Regions from separate parts of the Arabidopsis thaliana genome. Here region 1 is linked to region 2. A link is a contact called in public targeted proximity ligation data. All regions are on one chromosome and are shown on one strand. The core of a region is the stretch at or near the end of the contact, and the rest is flanking DNA. Distances in the headings are between cores, read along the strand shown. Region 1 holds the start of NTMC2T4 (Calcium-dependent lipid-binding (CaLB domain) family protein). Region 2 holds the start of AT3G60960 (Tetratricopeptide repeat (TPR)-like superfamily protein).

Region 1 (6,937 bases), core at 1,306-3,805, 62 kb after region 2:
AATAAGGTAGTTTAACGATATCAAGATCTTGAACGGTGCCCTTTAGCCCTATCACTTGTCTTATCTCTTCTTGAACTTTCACTATCATCTTAGGGTTTCGAAGTAACTCCGCCATAGCCCATTCCACCGCACTCGAACTCGTGTCTACTCCCGCCAGAAACAAGTCCTAATACACAATTACATGGATTTAGCTAAGAACATGTATAGAAGCCAATTTGTTTTGGCTTATTTAAGACTTACGAGAAGCAGATGTTTGATATTATTGTCATCGAGTTCTGACTCCTTCTTATGAGCAATATCCAAAAGAGAATCTAACATATCGTTGTTATTTCTCGAAGTTGATGATCTCTTTGTATCGATGAATCCTTGAAAAACCCTAAACAGTTTGTGCATCAATAGCCTCGCTTCTTTTCTAGCTCCTTGCAGATCAAGAAACCCAAGAAAAGGGAAGAAATCAGCGAGGTTGGGTTTTCCGGAGATCTCCATCATCCGAATCACCACGTTTTGGAAATCGTGAAATGTCTTTGAGTCATCAAAGTTTGCGAGGTTTGTGGAAAACAGAGCGTTCGAGATTATATTGAGTGATGTGATGAATGATGCTCGAGAGATGTTCACAGCTTCTCGTCTCTCGCAGCATTTGTTAACGAAGTTCATGAGTTCTTGCACCTTCCTCGTCCTTATAGCACTGGTTGCTTCTAGACGTTGCGTTGAGAATAATTGGTTCCTCGTTATCTTTCGTAGAAACCTGATAAAGTGTACAAAAAATGTGAAACAATACGGTTTAGGGACGCATATTATATTGAAATCGAGCGAAACCAATCATTTTGAAAAAACTGATTAATACTAAGTCAGTAAGTTTGTAATAACTACCATTGTATGGAACAAAACAAACCAAAACCAAAGTAATACAAAATTTAACCTAACTGAATAAAGTAAACTATACAATAATCCTTTTTAAAGAAAATAATTCACTAGTTTTTCTAATACTCATGAAATTATTCATTCATTTATACTCTATACTCAAAACTGAACCAAAACCGATTTAAATCTGAACCGCACCGACTTGTATTTATTTACCTCCAACGAGCCAACGGAGGAATCCAGAGCAAGGAAAGCTCGTGATGACCAGCGGCTCGAACCGGGTCACTGGAGACTCGATAAGACAAGACATGATCATGTGTTTTCAGCACTTCTTTTGCTGTTTCCGGTGAAGATATGACCACTGTGGTCAAACAGCCAAGCTTAAAACTCATAACGCTTCCGTAAATTCTTGAGAGATCGGCAAGTGAACGGTGAGGTTTTTCAACAGTTTGAAGGATGTTACGAAGCAGAGATAGCTTTGAAGGACCCGGTGGGTTCTTGGCTCCACCGGGACATGATTTTCCGGTGGTGTAGAAAAAGAAGAAGAGAAAGAAGATAAAGAGCAGAGACAATACTATTGCTACAATATCCATCTAATATTATGCACGCTTCGTCAAACCAGATTATAAATTATTGGAAGTGCTTTAGGAAAATCTTATATGATGCACATTTTAAGTAGTGACAATCTTTGTAAGAAAATTTGAGGTTTGTAATTGTAAGAAACTGTGTCATTATATCAGGAAGACACGTTATTTGTCCCTTCACCGATTCCATTGTCTTGATGTTACATGTGGAGGTCGACCAACCAACAAGTGATTCTTGCAAATTTTATCAGATAAAACTGTTGAAATTATGCTTTTTCATGAAATTGATTAAATCAACTAAATTTCTATATATAACTTTTGAACCGAATCACAAAGCTGAAATGACATAACATATTCTGATTTCCACTTTCCATTTCTTACGAGTGATAACAAATTGGGGCATGCTAAACGAAACTAGCCATATTTAAATGTGAAATATAAATTTGGTAATAAGTGCAACGATTATGTAAAACGTAAAATCATTAATTAACACTGAATTAGAGAATTCAAGTTCAATAAAACTGAAACAGCTTATCTTTAACCACAAAAGTTGACGTATATAAATTTAAACGACTAATTGCCTCCTATAGCTAGTTCATCGATGGTCAACGGTCAACGTCGCCCGTGTAGGAGATGTGATTTTGTGGTAAAGACGTCTTTAACTCTTTAAAGAGATGTGTTTTTTACCAAGTCACGACTCACGTGGAACATCGAATCATCAAAACGTTCGTTGCCTCGTTAACGAGGCAGAATCTTTAATTTCTCAAAATGGTCCATGTATTATTGCTCACATTCCAATTTTGACCACATATTCGTTTATTGTTTCAATCGTACCAAATTCTCAATTCTATTATCTAAGAAGAATTTTTTTAATAGGGATTATTGACAAAATAAAATAAAATAAAAGATAAAGCTGATTCTTTTAAAAAAAAAATAAAAAAATTATTCAACAATATGGCATTCCACTTAACTGAATCATGTATGATTTGATGCTAAAGTAGAATCAGAAACTGAAGGGCAAAATTTGAGAAAATATAAAATATGAGGGATGAATAGTGAAGGAAAATGAATTAAATACAATCGCGATTCGAAAAGAACCGTTTCTAATCTGTCGCCTGGCGCATCCTCTTCCCATTTATCTCACTCTCTGGCCTACCAAAAATACTTCAATGCGTTCTTAATTTTGTTCTGATTCTCCCCACTTGACCAACCCCGTGAGGATAAACTGTTGCCGACGCTTCTCGCCGATAACACCGGTTTTGTTGTGACGGAAAGGTTTGCATTCGTGGTTCGATTTCTAGGGTTTCTTCAAGTTCCTGATCGGTTGTTTGAGCTTATTCGGTAATCTTTGTTTCGGTTGCAGGAAAAATGGGTTTGATTTCTGGGATTCTGTTCGGGATTATCTTCGGCGTAGCTCTAATGGCTGGCTGGAGTCGTATGATGACTCACCGATCGTCCAAGCGAGTCGCCAAGGTTCGATTAAATCAATGTACTTATTCGATTAAAATCCATGATTTGGTTCTGAAATTGATTCATCGGAGATATTTTAAGATTTTAAATCTGGGATTTTAAATTCGTCGTGATATGTGTTGGATAGATTAGTTTGTCTCGGTCTCGGGAATTAGCTGAATCGCGTAAATTATCACTATCGGCTTAGCAAAATCCCTCTGCAATTTCTAACTATTGACATCAATGTACCAATTTAGTGTTCATCTGTTGACTCTACTTAGCGTGCTGGTGGTTCACTATTTTACTGATTAACTATGCTTCTGTGTGAGAAGTGACATGGCTTGCTTTACTTTCTAAGTTTGAGTAGAGGATTTTCTTGGCCTTACAATAACAGAATACGTATACTCTTACCTTCTGACAGGCAGTTGATATGAAACTACTAGGCTCTCTTAGCAGAGACGATTTGAAGAAAATTTGTGGTGATAATTTCCCTCAATGGATATCGTTTCCAGCATTTGAACAGGTACTACTTGTCATCATTTCTCTTTGTTAACTTTTCTAACTCAGTGTTCATCTTCCATATTTGGGTGGTCCGTGGTTGACATGATTTCTGTGATTCATTGAGTTTATAGATTTGTTTGCCTCATTACTCTGATTGGAGAAATCTAGTTCTGGTTCCATTATCCTTGAGTTTAACAATACTTGAATTTGCGTAATGTCTCTGGTTTTGGAACAGTCTATTACAGTTTAACTTCTCGGTTTCTCAGAAACATAGCAAAAATTTTAAACTGCAAACCTTTTGTTCTTTCTTTTTTTTCAGGTCAAATGGCTGAATAAACTACTGAGCAAGATGTGGCCATATATTGCAGAGGTGAGATTCTAATTTTCTTTTGTTGCAGTATTAGGTGTTTTAATTTCCCGTGTATGCGGTTGGAAGTTGGCTATTAAATCTTTAGCATATTTACCCTGAATAATGGTAACTGAAGATATCCTAGGAAGAGTAGAGTTGTTATACTGTCAAGTTGTACTACAAAGTCCGAAATTATTGAAAAACAGTAAGATTTAGCTTATCTAGATTGGACTCGTAGACTGCCTTTTTTATTTCTGCTACACAAATCGAGTGTTTCTTGACACCTAAGATAGGTCCAATTTGTTGGAATGGAAAACACTTGCCATAATGCAGCTTGGAAATCAAAGAGTGTAATATTCGTTGTTGTGTTGACTAATTTCCAGGCAGCAACAATGGTAATAAGAGATTCTGTTGAACCTCTGCTTGAAGATTACAGACCACCAGGAATTACTTCCCTGAAGTTCAGCAAATTGACGTTGGGTAACGTAGCACCAAAGATTGAAGGTAAAGTACGGTGGACAACATAATTTTTGTGATGGCTATCTTTTCTCTTCCATTTTTCAACCTGGTATTGTCCTATTATTTATTTTGGATGAGTTACCTGCCAAATGCTAATGAATCCTTGTGCTTGAAAGAACATCATGCAGTTGTCTCTTAGGTTAGTTTTGCTGTAAGCCTGAGCATATGCATAATAAATCATTGTTGCAGGTATTCGTGTTCAAAGTTTCAAGGAAGGTCAAGTCACAATGGACGTTGATCTTCGATGGGGTGGTGATCCAAATATTGTTTTAGGTGTGACAGCACTTGTTGCCTCCATACCCATTCAGGTTACTAGAGAGATATTTTAGTATTTGTCGTTTGGGTTGTCGTTTGTGCCAATAGAGATTGAGTATCTCTACAAACACTTGTTTCTGGCTGAAACAGTTGAAGGATCTTCAAGTTTTCACAGTTGCACGTGTTATCTTTCAACTTGCGGATGAGATTCCTTGTATATCTGCTGTTGTTGTTGCTCTACTTGCTGAGGTACACTTTTCCTGTAAAGGTCCAGAATAAGATTCATTTTTCTTATATCATTTTATATCTCCTGTCTTACAATGACCAACTATTTAAATGATCTCAACCAGCCAAAACCAAGAATTGATTACACTCTGAAGGCTGTTGGTGGAAGCTTAACAGCAATTCCTGGACTATCTGATATGATTGATGTAAGTTCCTCTCTTGGTAGTTCAAGCAGTTTCAAGAGGTTTTATTTGTTCCCATTTGGTCTTATACACAGCTTTTGCTTCTCTCTATGTTAGGATACTGTTGATACTATCGTCAAAGACATGCTTCAGTGGCCTCATAGAATTGTTGTTCCCATTGGTGGTATTCCTGTTGATTTAAGGTACTCATGTGTTCTGCTTGATTTTCATTTTGCGTTTTTTCACTCACAACATTTTTGCCTGCCACTGCCAATCTTTTGTCTTTTCTTCTCTTCTGTTATAGCCATAGGATTTACGTATTGCCAATCTTGGGGAGGTCATGATACGTATTGAGAAAGCACTAGATAGTTTGACGATTCTCTCTATCTTTTCTCTTTCCCAGTGATTTGGAGCTTAAGCCACAGGGAAAGCTTATAGTAACAGTTGTGAAAGCAACTAACTTGAAGAATAAGGAATTGATTGGAAAATCTGACCCTTATGCTACCATCTACATTCGTCCTGTATTCAAGTATAAAACAAAGGCAATCGAGAACAATCTGAATCCTGTCTGGGATCAAACATTCGAATTGATTGCAGAGGACAAAGAAACCCAGTCGCTCACTGTAGAGGTCTGGAATCTGAAATATTTATGCTTCATACTTGTTCAATTTTGCCATTGCAAACGTTAACTATTCTGTTCATTCTATTAAACATTTTGCAGGTATTTGATAAAGACGTAGGTCAAGATGAGCGCCTTGGACTTGTGAAACTTCCCTTAAGCAGTTTGGAAGCCGGAGTTACAAAAGAACTGGAGCTAAATCTGTTGTCTTCACTTGATACTTTGAAAGTAAAAGATAAGAAAGATAGAGGAAGCATAACTCTTAAGGTATATAGATCTTCCTTGAATAAACTGCAAACCTTTTCTTTTCGCTGATTCCTAAATTGACTTGAATTGAAGGTACATTATCATGAGTTCAACAAAGAGGAGCAAATGGCTGCGTTGGAAGACGAGAAGAAGATCATGGAAGAAAGGAAGAGACTGAAGGAAGCAGGAGTGATAGGTAGCACAATGGATGCAGTCGGGATGGTGGGAAGTGGGCTCGGTGCTGGTGTAGGAATGGTTGGGACCGGTATTGGCACAGGAGTCGGATTGGTTGGAAGCGGTGTGAGCTCGGGTGTTGGGATGGTTGGTAGCGGTTTTGGAGCGGTCGGTAGTGGATTGAGCAAAGCAGGGAGATTTATGGGAAGAACAATCACAGGTCAGTCTAGCAAACGTAGTGGCTCCTCAACACCTGTGAATACCGTTCCAGAAAACGATGGTGCAAAACAGCAGTGAGTAAACTTTGGGTTTAAGCAAGATTTGTGATCATGACTTCGTTTTTACTCTTTATTGTTCTGTTTTTTTCCCCTTTAACTCTCTCGAACTTGATTTCTGGATTCACTGCAGTAATTTGTTTTCGTTGTGAGCCTTCAAATTAAAATCTTGTACAAAAGTCATTTGCTTAATCGTCCTATAAACAATAGATTCCCTCTCAATGATTTGGTGGTTTAACTTTCCAGAATGTTATATTACGGGAATTATGTGTCAGACTTGCATACACACACTAGTTAAGTATATCTAAAACATGCTAACATCATCGGTTTAAGTTTACAAATATAAAAACTGATTGATTGCAAGTAAATTACTCAGTTAAGAATATAGATAAGTGGCATTCGCCATCCCACTTTCAGATATAAGGTCGTTCTCGGAGCTCTCCTTGTCATATGTATAAATCATGACGAGAAAATATAGATAGACTCAACAAACAAAAATCCCTAACAGACAGAGCACAAGAGGAAAATCTTTCTTATCTATTTTGGACCAATTTTCAAAGTACCATTATTGGTATTATAATATGTTAATATTATGTTAAAATATGTGGCTTCCAGTCGATTAGTGTCTCTTCCACCTTTAGGCTTTAGTCGTTGCAAGACCAATAGTTTTAGATAACCTCACTCAAAAAATCTAAAAA
Region 2 (7,248 bases), core at 1,706-4,205:
CTATGAATAATATTAACATATGACGTAATTTGATTTTAAGGTTATTTTATATATATATATAAATTAGACTCCTTTCATAACCACGAAGTTATGATATTTTTGTAGCAACAGGAAGTTATATATGCCAGAAGAATTGAAACATTTGCTTTTTGGGGTCATATATGGAGAATTAAAGTTATGATTAATCAACACACATACTAGATTTTACAGCGACGTGGCAAACTTAAGGTTCTACTTGGATGACACGGTGTCGTAATTCAGAGACGTGACAAATTTCTATTGGTCGTTGTGACGCAGATTGGTAATTGCTCTGAAATCCTTGTCAGGCCATGCGAACAGATTTTGGAGTCAAAATCCAGAGCGCGGGAAACGAAACGAGCCAACGATTCCGCTAGTGCTTGATCTAGGCAATGGTTCTTGTACATGTTACCACCTATTTGTACAAATTGACTTCCATAATTGTATTTTTCTTTTGAGGAGGTAAATGATTATAGTCAGCTAACTCAATAGATGTTTGTTGATTCTGAAAATCACACAATAAATTTGTTTAAAGGGGGTAAACAAATTTACTTAACTCTCTCTCGCTATTTAGTGACCAAAGATTCAATGAAAAGAAGAACAACGTTGCTTAGAGACAAAGTTAGGGTTTTGCCCAAAAACAATGAAGAGGGTTTTTAGTATTAAATTTCGGATCCCCCGAATAGAGGACAAACCCCTCTATTTATACACTATTAAGACGGTTAAAAGATTTGTTAAACTTCTATTTCTTCGAGGATTGAATCTTCTAATTTCCTTTATCTCCAAAGACTTCCTATTTTCAAAGGAGAAAACTTCTTTTTCTTCGAATTAGGAAGTCGGCTAGACGGTCTCCCTACTTCGGGCTAAAGTCGGCAAATGACCTCCTTATTTTGGCCCATTAACAAGCTAAACCGGGATATCCCGGTTTGATTGAAATCTCAGTCTAATTCGTAGTTCTTCTGGTTTAAGCCGGTATTGTCGGAGGTGCTAATTCCGGCACCAACAATGTTTTAACGTGGCAGGACAGATATATAAGTTATATATATGGGGTTACTTGCTGTCTTTTGTCCAAACTCTATTAACATCCACGCTGGTCTGAATGGCCTTGAAATCGGTCACACAGTTGTTACTGCCGCTGCTGTAAATCCTATGGTCATAGATAATGTGTCTGAATTTTTCTCTCTTTGCCCCTTTTGGGTTGAGATATGATGCGTCCCAGTTACCTGTAGATCCTGATACACAACGTTATGCAAATCGGAGCATCTGTGGATCCCGAGTATCACCACGCTCGTACCTTCTCGATATTTCTTAATCAACCGCTGATGGCCACATCCTTGGCAATGCTTGCTTACAATTGGTAAAATCCTTCACAGCTTTCTCTTTCAAACTTATTTTTTCTTGAGTGAAGTAATGCTTTTTCTGACCAGTTCCCGCAATCGTCTGCTGTTAGGTATCCTTCTTCAGTTTTTGTTGGAGATACTTACACAGTCTTCGCTGGAACGACTGTGGCAGTTGTTGGTATTCTGGGTCACTTCAGGTATACTTCCAAACCCACTTACCTTCTCTGAGGCACAGGCACGTCACTAATACATGGAAACTACCAACTCTCAGATTCATCATTTGCATCATACTATCCAGCTAGTGTATGACCATGCAACTAATTCCCATGCCATATTTCTGTTCTGAAAGTTCGCTTTTGCAGTGAAACCCTCATCTTCTTTCTTCCTCAAGTTCTGAACATTCTATTGTCGCTTCCCCAGGTTCATATCAACTGTCACTCTTCTATGGCATACTTATAATCTTGTCAACTCATGTTTCAAACATCCAACATACTAAATATCAAAACTCTTTAGCTTGCTGGGATTGTGAAATGTCCGCGCCATCGTCTCCCAAGTTAACCACCTTTCTTTTCTTACCTTTTGTAGACTGATTAAAGAACTGTCACATCACTCATCTTGTCTTTTGTAAACTCACTCATCACGAGGGAGTTTGGCGTTCAAGCAGGTCCAACATATCCAATTTGCTACGAAGTCAAGTATTTAGTGAGTCACAGATGTAACAGCGATCTATCAACCTCCAAATACTTTGTTTCTTTGTCCAGAGAAGAACGAAAACTTTTCATTTTTACGAAATATTTACAGTCTTAGCAAAAAAGAAGAACGAAACAGAGTACCTAAGCTACAGCCTACATATGAATCCGAAGATATAATCAAACGTAAGACATCTGAAGCATTGATGTTAAATCTCGATGACTTGGAAAACAAGAAAGAGATTTTCAGAACGTTTTCAATTTCAAATCCCGAAACGGAGAATATTACTGGTTGGAAAAATTTCGAAATAAATTTCCTGTGCTTTTCGCTTTTTCCCTGGCTCTCGCTTTGTTGTAGGTCTTGATAGCCTCGCTACACTGACCTGACCCATATGATATGAAAACACTCTTTCCATTGACCGTAGAGATCGTAAGCGTCCTTGTGCCTTTTATCCAGAAAAAGCCTCCGATGATGGATTAATATGTAATCTCTGTGAACACCGCTTTGATTCTGGTGAAGACAGGCCAGCTAAACGAGCTAACTTTGCCGCCGTGTCGAGATCCCTAACAGAGCTACAGCTACAAGACTCTCCAGTCTCCATTCTCCAATATACATCCCTAGGACGACGATCTGGATCCGACATTATATCCTCCGCTCTTCCTAGAACGGCGGTGCAGTTCAGAGAAAAGATGGCACGGCGGATCAGAGACATGATTCGAAAACCCCGCTTTGACTCTGGTCTCCGCCTCTCTGGTGGAGACGAGTTGGCCGCCGGTGTTCACGTGTAGGTCTCATTATTATATTCATGGGCTTTTTAGAAACAAATAGATCCAAATGGACCGATTTGAAAATGCGTATCTATGGGCCTTTGAAAAAAGCCATGTTAAATTACCTTTACCATCCATCATCATTATCGCGATATTTAATGCACCTGCAAAACTGAACCCTAAGTGATCAGTCATGTCCCTCCTCCGCCGCATTGTACGAAATTCGACCGTATCAAAGGCTGTTCCGGTTGCGAAGGCGTTCATGCCTTACCCACTAGGAAGAGATCCTTCCTCACTCCCAAAGCTTGATCCGGTATCCATCAGCTATATCGATAGCCGCCCAATTTCTCTGCGCTACAGAGTCAGGGCAATGATCGAGATGTCTAATCTCGACGAAGCCTCGAAGCTCTCGCGGCTAGCTGTCTTGAACGGATTTCTAGTCGACAGAGACACCGTCTTCATCTGCAATTCCGTAATCGGCGCCATGTGTAGCGCCAAACGGTACGACGATGCCATCTCTCTGTTCAATTACTTTTTCAACGAGTCTCAGACTCTTCCAAACACGCTCTCCTGCGATCTCATCATCAAAGCACACTGCGACCAAGGTCACGTCGACGATGCTCTTGAGCTCTACCGTCACATTTTGCTCGACGGACGTGTAGCTCCAGGGATCGAGACATACATGATACTCGCGAAAGCCTTGGTTGATGCTAAAAGATTCGATGAAGCTTGTGTTTTGGCGAGATCCATGAGCTGTTGTAGTTTCATGGTCTACGACATTCTAATTCGCGGGTTCTTGGATATAGGGAATTTCGTAAAGGCTAGCCAAATCTTCGAGGAATTGAAAGGACTGGATAGTAAACTTCCAGGGAGAGAATATCACAAGGCAAATGCAATCTTTAATGTTTCGTTTATGAACTATTGGTTCAAGCAAGGCAAAGATGAGGAAGCTATGGAGATTCTCGCAAATCTGGAAGATGCTCAAGTGCTGAACCCCATTGTCGGAAACAGGGTTTTGCAAGTTCTGGTGAAGCACGGTAAAAAAACAGAGGCCTGGGAATTGTTTGGAGAGATGATAGAAATTTGTGATTCCGAGACTGTTGACATAATGTCCGAGTATTTTAGTGAGAAGACTGTACCATTCGAGCGGCTTAGGAAAACGTGTTATAGGAAGATGATCGTGAGTCTCTGCGAGCATGGAAAAGTGTCAGACGCAGAGAAACTCTTCGCCGAGATGTTTACCGATGTTGACGGAGGGGACTTGTTGGTGGGGCCTGACCTTTTAATATTCAGAGCAATGATCAATGGTTATGTTTCAGTAGGGAGAGTGGATGATGCTATCAAGACCTTGAACAAGATGCGGATTTCAAATCTCAGAAAGCTTGCTATTCATCAAGCCCCATAAGTTGGATTTGGTATTTTTTTTTCCTTGTTTATCCTTAAAGTCTTCTTATTCTTTTTTTTTTTTTTTTTTTCTTCTTTGAATTTTTACTAATCGATTGGTATTAGTGAGTTTGTTGAGTGATGTCTTTTTGTTGCTAAAACCGAACTGAAGGAATTGGAGAAACTAACTAGAAGCTACAACTAGAGGTTTGGTTAACTAAGTACTTTTTAGTATCTTTTGCTTTTTGCTTAAATCATGGAGAATCAATAGGAAACTTGTCTACAAAAGGTGATGTCTTGTAGTAGGTAAGGTGTAGGCGTGTGGGTGTAACTGTCTGTTTGCTTTTCTCTATAAGAGCATAATTATTGGTGGTATCTTACCCAAATTCTTAGGCTAAGATTTGTGAAGAAAAGGCTCTTATATAAGAGCTTTTACTCTTATATTTAAGTTTTTTCTTCCCAAATCTTAGATTAAGATTTGGCTAAGATACCACTAATAATGGTGGTCTTATCAATGGATTCTTAAATATTTTTGAAAACCTCTTAAAATATTATATAAAATAAAATATAAAAAAATAAATAGAAAAGGATTCTTTTAGAAGAGTAAATTGACTTTTAAATAAGAGATTTTTTATTCGCTCTCTCCTCATCTTAAGAGTCTCCCTCCTCATCTTAAGAGTCTTCTTATATTTAATTATAATTTTGTGTATAGAAGTCTTAAGAAATTTGTTTAAAAACCCATCAATAATGATGGTCTAAGTGTGTGTAAGAAGAAAACGGAGCAATGAGTTCTTGTAACGGTGTTTGAATGAAAACAAGTTTAAAGAAGAATTCTAGCTACTCAATGTTTTCTTTTCTCAAATAAACATCAAATATCTGAGAAAACAACAGTTTTGATACAATATTTTTACATGTTTTAAAATTTAACTAGGTGTCAATGTTTTCACGATTTTTTGTTAGTATTTTCATTTATTCTTTACTTAATTACTTAAATTAAGTTTTGAGCAAAAAAAAAGACTTTCAAATTTCCACCATTGAAGATCGAAGCTCTCTTCATTTTTTTAGTAGAGTAAAAGTTCACGATGAATTTAGTGTTTGCATATATTCTTCAATTAATTAAATTTTGTCTCTGATTAACTAGTTAAAGAAAACCAAAAACTTTGACAAAAAACTGTGATATCTTGTAACACCACCACGTTATCTAGTGGTGCGGCGTAGTTTCCCACCGTAATCTAACTCTCCTCTGCACAACGTCCTCAATCTCCAATGTTATCATTAGGTGGCTATGTCTCAAAACTTAAGAATCAAAACTGCGATAATGGAGTAAGAGATGAAGAGGCAATTGCGGAGGCAGAGATTCGGCGAAGTTCAGAGGAGGTAGGCGACGAGGTTTTGAAAATTCTAAAGTATTGAACGGCAGCGTTTTTGGAAAGAAAGTAAAATAATAATATACTTCGCTATGCAAAATTGTTGGAGTCATGGTCATCGACAAATCTATTTTGAGAGTGACAATAAGAAGCTGATTGAGATTCTCAATGGACACACAGGTCATTTTGGCGCTTTCAATTGGATTAGAGATGCAGAGCACTGGAGAAGGAAATTCCAAGATTGTCGTTTTCACTGGGTGCCAAGGCAGCATAACAAACCGGCTGATTTACTCGCTAAACACAATATGTTTCGAAATACAAAGTTCATGTTTTTCTCTCATATTTCAAATGTAATATACACAGTGTTTTGGATTTTTTCAACTAATATCAATAAGAAGATGTTAAAAAAAACGACTATCCGTTTAAATTTAGTCAAACCCGTTAGGCCCACGAGTTTAAACGGGCCTAGCCCTTTAAATCCTATTAATTTTACTGTATAAATAAACGAGTCTCGGATCTAAATTTTAATAGTAAGCCCAGTCCGTTAAACATATAGTCCATTATAACATCACTACCTATCACATTAGAGTAAGATTGGTATATGAAGAAATAACATAACCCGTTTAACAACATGGTTGCAATTTTTAAAATTGATTTGAATTATATATTTTTCAAATTAAAATATTATTAAAAAAATAATAAAAAAATAACTATTAATTTCGCTGAATGGAGTAAGATGATATGACAGGTTTGGATCGATAATAATATAAGACGGTATCCCACAGGTAAAATTCATTAGATATATTTAATTTCACTGAATGAGATTAAATGTTAGGACGGGTTTGTGTCTATAGTAATACGAAACGGTTTACCACGGGAGAAATCCTAAATATAACAATAAAAATACAATTATCTTAAACACTAAACAAAATAAACAATATTAACAAAACACATATAATTTAAATTTAAATTATTTCATCATAATATAGATTTTAACTTAATGAACTGTATGTTATTGTTGCTATATTTTTAAACAGTAAAAATGAAACATAGTATTTGCACACTAAATACTATATAGATATAAGAGTTGTACATTTAGAAAATACAAAAGATTAAATCATATATATTTTTAATCTATTAAACAAACTAAATTTTTATTTTCTCTAAAAAATATAGTCCCACGAATTAAAATCTAGTCAAATAAATAAATGGTGTCATTAAATAAATAAATATACCTTTGCATATAAAAAATGTTAACCGTGTTTTTAAGAAGAAAAAAATGGCGATACTCAGTCCAAATCTTAGTACAAGAGGAATACCTAGAATTTAAATAAAACAAATTGAAAAGAACGAGTTTTTTAATTAAAGCAGCAACTTATATGTAGAGTTGTACTTAAAATAATGAAGGCCTAAGTGAGTTTATTGATAATGTTTTGTATCGTTTGAAATACATTATTTAATTCACAAAAAAGAAATTTATAATATATTATGACAAATTAAAATACTGAAAATGAACTTAAAATATGTTATTGTTTATATGCATATTTCACTAAAGTCAAATTTAAGGTGGTTATGAACATGATTTATAAATTATATAAATAAATTAGGTGAAGAGAAGAAGTGACCACAATTGTAAATTCAAGTTTAATTTGTGAAGAGTTTGTATAGAAAAACTTCTATAAT

What was found.
Region 1: a contact with region 2 is called in a targeted proximity ligation map of shoot, with 17 read pairs. A contact is called at or near these places in 10 of 26 Hi-C or Micro-C datasets (cotyledon, leaf, root and 2 more), 2 of 2 datasets of targeted methods (seedling and shoot) and 2 of 3 other capture datasets (seedling and shoot).

What each region holds. Positions count from the first base shown.
Region 1 is chr3:22,594,672-22,601,608 of TAIR10.1, forward strand. It overlaps NTMC2T4 (Calcium-dependent lipid-binding (CaLB domain) family protein), which reads left to right and starts at 2,556. Exons shown (of 13, transcript NM_115969.3): 1 at 2,556-2,720; 2 at 2,809-2,918; 3 at 3,316-3,417; 4 at 3,715-3,765; 5 at 4,128-4,248; 6 at 4,453-4,571; 7 at 4,669-4,767; 8 at 4,869-4,949; 9 at 5,043-5,128; 10 at 5,329-5,554; 11 at 5,647-5,811; 12 at 5,884-6,433; 13 at 6,722-6,741. The coding sequence starts at 2,814. The coding sequence ends at 6,261. It overlaps CYP76C7 (cytochrome P450, family 76, subfamily C, polypeptide 7), which reads right to left and starts at 1,454. Exons shown (of 4, transcript NM_115968.2): 1 at 1,078-1,454; 2 at 241-745; 3 at 1-166. The coding sequence starts at 1,454.
Region 2 is chr3:22,532,721-22,539,968 of TAIR10.1, forward strand. It overlaps AT3G60960 (Tetratricopeptide repeat (TPR)-like superfamily protein), which reads left to right and starts at 2,956. Exons shown (of 3, transcript NM_115960.3): 1 at 2,956-4,230; 2 at 5,478-5,575; 3 at 5,746-5,964. The coding sequence starts at 3,009. The coding sequence ends at 4,220. It overlaps MIR1888b (a microRNA gene), which reads left to right and starts at 4,563; the gene lies at 4,563-4,697. It also overlaps the pseudogene AT3G60957.